Regions from separate parts of the Mus musculus genome. Here region 1 is linked to region 2. A link is a contact called in public Hi-C data. All regions are on one chromosome and are shown on one strand. The core of a region is the stretch at or near the end of the contact, and the rest is flanking DNA. Distances in the headings are between cores, read along the strand shown. Region 1 has its middle 31 kb from the start of Virma. Region 2 has its middle 45 kb from the start of 2610301B20Rik.

Region 1 (2,838 bases), core at 105-2,604, 540 kb before region 2:
ACCATCTATAATGAGATCTGGTGCCCTCTTCTGATCAGCAGCCATACATGGAGGCAGAATGTTGTATACATAATAAATCAGAGAGAGAGAGAGAGAGGGAGAGAGAGGGAGAGAGAGAGTTTCCAGGGCAGCCTGGACTGTTACACAGAGAAAACCTGTCTCAAAAGAAAAAAAAAAGAAAAAAAAAAGAAAAGAAAAAAGAAAGAAAAAGGGAAAAGAAGCTATGGAGCAGGGTGGTAGTTCAAAAGGTAAGGCAGCCTTCTATTTATTTGTAAAAAAATATTTATTTTTTATTTCTTTTATTTTTAGGAGTATAATTATAATATTTTGCCTTCCTCTTTCCTCCCTCCAAACCTTCCCACATGTCCCTCCTTGCTCTCTTTCAAATTCATGGCCTCTTTTTTTTAATTAATTGTTGCTATATGCATATATGTATGGGTACATACATATATATTGCATATATGTATGTGTAGATACATACACATTCCTAAATGTAACTTGCTCTGCATAATGTTACTTGTATTTTACCTGTATGCCTACATGTGTGTATGTGCAGGTTCCATGTGTGGACCTAGTAATCTCAGATCCCCCAGAGCTAGTGTTGTAGACAATTGTGAGCCGTCATGCTCGTGCTGGGAATGGAACAGTAAGTTCTTTCAATCACTGAGCCATCTCCCTAGCTGCAGGAAAGGCCATTTTCTTAGCACTCACTTTCCTGTGCATGATCTATCTGTTGGGAGTTGCTCCAGAAGAAATAGCTTCCAGCCTTCCTCTTGGCTATCCTGTTCATTGAATACTAATTCCAGATTTCGAAGCCCCCATCCTGCGTGGCCTGCAACCTGTTCTCAGACTCCCAGGCTCCAGAAGGGTGAGAAATAATTTTTTATGGCTTATAACCTATCGAATTTATGGTACTTTGATACAAAAGCTCAAACAGGCTATTATGAAAATCAATAAATTCAATTAAAAATTAAAAGCCACAAGGAAGAAAGCAAACAGAGTCCCGAGGGAGAATCGGCGGTGTGGTGAAGGAACTACATAACACAGTTACACTTAATAAGCGACTCGTGGGATCAGAAGCCAGTCTTGCATAGATAGACTGAGGAGAGGGGTTGGCAGAGGAGCCACATGCAGGAAAGCTCAGAGGACCTGCACGGACCAAGCATGAGCGTGTATCACCACTGCCCGCACAGGGTCACAGAAAGAATGTTGCGGCACATGTCATCTCCCTGAGGGCTGGTCACAGGCTCTAGGAAGAAAGAAAGCACACTCACTTCCCCACAGGACTTGCCACACGAGACTGTATTCATTCACCTATGGCCGCTTCCTCCTTGCCTCAGATTGGCCAGTGCCCAAGCTACGCCCCTTCACCAGTTACAGCCAACAACAATGAAGCCCTTGCTCGGATTCCTGCCTCCTCATCATCTCACTGCTGCGATTTGGCACTTGAGTTTAGTCAGGGCTTTCTGACTAACTGCTTTTCTATAGGATGAGAAATCAGGTTCCAGAGTTAGGTGACCAGTATCTAACATTCCGGACCGCTAGTATGAGCGTTGATACTGTCGACAGGATCTAGGAATCAAACGCTGGGCATGTCTTTGGGGGAACGTGGGGTTTCTAGATTCAGTCCAATGAGCTGGAAAGATTTACTCTACATGAGGGAAGTATCAGTCCACGGCTGGTGTCCTGGGGTGAGTGGGGGTGGGGAGAAAGAAAGAAAGTTGAACATTAGCTCTCCTCTGGGTGTCCTAGCATCAAACACCATGTGTCCACGTCCCCGCCTGGGTGCCTTCCCACCCATGGTAGACTGTGAGCCTACATTAAACCCTTCCTTCCTTAAGTTGCTTTGTTACCTAGTGAGAACATTAATATTATTTATATTTATATTATTTTAAAACTATTATACTACCTAGGTATTATTGGGCACACGACTGTAATTTTCAACAATGGGAGTCTGAGGCAGGAGGATTGTGAGTTTGATGCCAGCCTAGGCTATTTAGGGAGCCTCTGTCTCAAACAAGCAAACTCCTGCACTCATGAAGTTTACAACTTAAAAATCACAAGACTAAACAGATATTCCTTAACAAAATACAAATAAGCACAGTGTTTTACTTGTTCCTCAAGAAATTGAAAATACGGATGTCAGCGATCATTTTCTATTTCCCAGTTCACTGGCTGATGTTGGCACGTTCCTGTGGGTCTCACTGTCTCAATGTTTCATGCACTCAAACCTTGTCTTCTACTTGCGTCCTTATGGGATTCAAACCAAAATGCTAACGTTGTCCTAAAGTTTAGGACAGAATGCTTGATCAGAAAGAAAAAGAAAAAGAAAAAGAAAAAGAAAAAGAAAAAGAAAAAGAAAAAGAAAAAGAAAAAGAAAAAGAAAAAGAAAAAGAAGGAGAAAAGGAGAAAAAGAGAAAGGGAAAGGGAAAGGGGAAGGGGAAGGGGAAGGGAAAGGGGAAGGGAAAGGGAAAGGGGAAGGGAAAGGGGAAGGGAAAGGGAAAGAAATCTCTAAACTGAAGCTCTCTGACAGATAAAGACCTTCCTCAAAGGAGAACGACAGAAGGATGGTAAGGATTTAGAGCCACGAAAGCAGCCTGGGAATCACCGCAGTGTACTGACTGGATCTGGCCAGGAGAGGGAAGCAAACTCTAAGACTATTATCAGCAGGGGTGAAGCAGCTACTTTAGGTAGGTAGTTGACTTTGAAGCCTAAATATGTATCTAAACTCTTTGTCTCTGTCTCTGTCTGTGTCTGTCTGTCTGTCTGTCTGTCTGTCTGTGTCTGTATCTGCATCACTCTCTGTCCCCCCTCCCTCTGTCCCACCCTCCTCCCTTC
Region 2 (2,850 bases), core at 63-2,562:
TCTGTGGACTCAAAGTTTCTCAGACGTTCCTGTCTCCAGTCTGAATGACTCAGTGACCTGCAGGTTGACATGGGTGAGACACAGAGTATGCATCCCAGAGGATGCCCCAGGTGGTTTACTGGGAGTGACAAGGCTCCAAGCATCCCCTTTTCCCCCACTTCTTCAATTCCACGGACACTGTGACCGTGACCGATCTCCCTCTAGCATTTTTCCGGTGTGAAGCAACACACAGGAGAAGCTGCTTCTGTGGGGGTGGGGTGTCATTACACTCTCAGGAGTGGTGGCCTTCTATCTAGACAAACACCCTAGAGGCAGACTGCTTGGGGTCTGGGAGGTGAGTCACCCAGGGCTTGTCTTGAAGAAGGCCATAGATGGTCTGATGTTTAGTGAGCAAAGTGACATTGGTAAGCACAGCCTCTGTGTAGTCAGTGGAAACTGGTGGCTGGCTCTTTGCTGTGTGCCAGTTTTGCTACCAAGAAAGAACTTCGATGCTGCCAGGGCTTCCTGGTCATCCCTTTGGCTCGTCAGTGACTAGCACAGTGAGGAGGAGGCCACCCTTCTTCTGGCTCTTCTGTCTGTTGCTGTCCCTTCTCAAATCCAATGGAAGCAGGGTAGACAGTCCCTTGACTTTCAGAGATAATTGTCACATGGACATGTGGTAGATCTGTTTTTAAAGAGCACTCTGCCATTTCCACCATATGACCAGACATCTGAAGAAAAAGAAACAGATGGACGGATGCTGAAGAACGGGACTGATGTCTGTGTTGAGTGACTCCCAGCAGTGCCAGAGTCAGGATCCTAGCTGGGATTTGGTGTCAGCTGGGGTGGCCTCCATGCCATGTTCTGCGAGCCACTGTGAGCTAGAAGCATAGGCTGACTTTTTTGTGGCTCTTGCAAGGAATTAGAAAGATGAGGCTTACTAAATTAGCCCAGGCCCAAAGAGGAAGTGGACACAGAGTCCTGAGATGTAGTGAGGGGTTTGGTGACCAGGGTTGGGCATGGCTGCTCTCAGGTGAGAGCCTGAGTAGGTTCAGAGACCGGCTAGTGTTCTAGCTGACAAATGAAAAGCAGCAGATGGCAGTGACTGTACACAAACTACTCTGTGGAGAGCACTGGGGCTCCTGGGAGGCCTTATCTCCTTCCTTTTGTTCAGAGGAGAGGATTGGTGTGAGCCTGGCTGGCCCACCAGCAGAGCACAGATGTGTGCTTGCAGCTGTCCTATCCTGCGGTTGTGAGGAGGAAACTGGACCCTGTGTCTAACAAGCAACTGACTGAACAGAGGAAGCCGATGTCCCCAGCAGGGCCTGGGACTCACCTTTGACCCAAGAGACAGGAAGTGCTTCACATCTGAGGACTTGGGCTGATCTGCAACAGACTGGTTCGATGGAGGCCCCACGGAACCAGAAAAACTGGTAGCCTCTTTGCTTCTTTTACGCATGGACCATCTTCCAGAAGATAATGAAAGCAACTTTTAATGGAAGCACACATACACATGAGCTAGGCAGCTTCAGTATATCAGAAAGGTCATGGAGTTCTGAGGGAGGGTGTAGGAACAGGGTCCCCCGGACCTCCCAGACCTGGCTGTGGAGTGCAGGAAATGTGGTTCTCACTCACATTTTCCCGCCTTCCCATATATGTGTGCTAACGCAATTACATGTCCCAAAGAAGTTATGAAACCTTCCCCTGGAGGTTGGAGTCTGGTGACAGACAGTCCAGTGGCTTCCAGCACCGCCCAAGCCTGGTCTAGGGGGGGCCTTGTTTTCTCCCATGCTTGTTCCTGACCCCAAGTCCTGTGAAAGGACCTGTCCTCATGGTAGCTCACAGGGTAGCTATCCAGATGTGAGGTGGCCTCTGTGCATACGGTGGGAGGGATAGTGTTTCTAAATTTAGGTCCTGTAGACGATGACATGCTAAGCCTCAGTTACTTGGCCAGCCTCCGACTTGTCTGTTAAGGTGAGGAAACAGGTGCCTGCGGCCGTGGCCGGCTTCTCGTGGCTTCCTTCTTCTGGGCCTCCTCAGGGATTGAGCAGTGAACACTTGCAGGCTTCAGGGTGTGGGGCCAGTGGAGCAAGAAGGGACAAGGAGGGGATGAGGGCCAGGTAAAGAGAGGGCCTGGCCAGACTTAGTCCTCATGCTCACAGTGCTAGGTCCCAGCTGTGAGACATTCAGTCCACTGGGAAATCTACTGTAGGTGGATCTTGGCAATAAAATGTGGAGATTAATCAAGGCAGCTCTGTTATGGGCCCCTTGCTCATGTAGGCTGCCTTGAGACCTTACCTGTGCCATCGCTCTGACTCTGTCTGGGCTCCATTATATTATTATTTTTAAAAGACAGGGTCCCACAGAGCAGTCCAGCTTGGCCTGAAACTAGCCATTTTCTTGTGTCCGGTTCTTGAGTGCTGGCTGGTATTCTAGGTATGAGCCACTATGCCTCGCTTAACTGTAACTTAAAAAAAAGTATGTGTGTGTGTGTGTGTACACACGTCTGCTTGTCTGTGTGTACACACACATGTCTGCTTGTCTGTGTGTACATACACATGTCTGCTTGTCTGTGTGTACATATACATGCCTGCTTGTCTGTGTGTACGTACACACATGTCTGCTTGTCTGTATGTACACACACACACATGTCTGCTTGCCTGTGTGTATACACACATGTCTGCTTGCCTGTGTGTACACACATGTCTGCTTGTCTGTATGTACACACACACACACACATGTCTGCTTGTCTGTGTGTACACACACATGTCTGCTTGCCTGTGTGTACACACACATGTCTGCTTATCTGTGTGTACACACACATGTCTGCTTGCCTGTGTGTACACACACATGTCTGCTTGCCTGTGTGTA

What was found. Hi-C and Micro-C count contacts between places; a contact is called where the count stands out from the background.
Region 1: a Hi-C map of group 2 innate lymphoid cells shows a contact between it and region 2, with 4 times the contacts expected there. The contact joins two enhancer-like sites. A contact is called at or near these places in 1 of 15 datasets of contacts at CTCF or cohesin (embryonic stem cells), 21 of 484 Hi-C or Micro-C datasets (the C2C12 cell line, CD4 T cells, CD8 T cells and 14 more), 2 of 115 datasets of contacts at active chromatin or transcription factors (embryonic stem cells and large pre-B cells) and 1 of 9 other capture datasets (embryonic stem cells).

The regions. Positions count from the first base shown.
Region 1 is chr4:11,453,812-11,456,649 of GRCm38.p6, reverse strand. No RefSeq gene overlaps it. Among named protein-coding and RNA genes, the nearest start is that of Virma, 31 kb to the left of the region's middle. Within about 2 kb of position 1,354, at least 163 of the 459 cell types and tissues checked have an H3K27ac peak or open chromatin away from gene starts, as enhancers often do. A contact at or near this core is called in CD8 T cells, group 2 innate lymphoid cells, pro-B cells and 1 more, where this site is marked.
Region 2 is chr4:10,917,668-10,920,517 of GRCm38.p6, reverse strand. No RefSeq gene overlaps it. Among named protein-coding and RNA genes, the nearest start is that of 2610301B20Rik, 45 kb to the right of the region's middle. Within about 2 kb of position 1,312, at least 94 of the 459 cell types and tissues checked have an H3K27ac peak or open chromatin away from gene starts, as enhancers often do. A contact at or near this core is called in CD8 T cells, group 2 innate lymphoid cells, pro-B cells and 1 more, where this site is marked.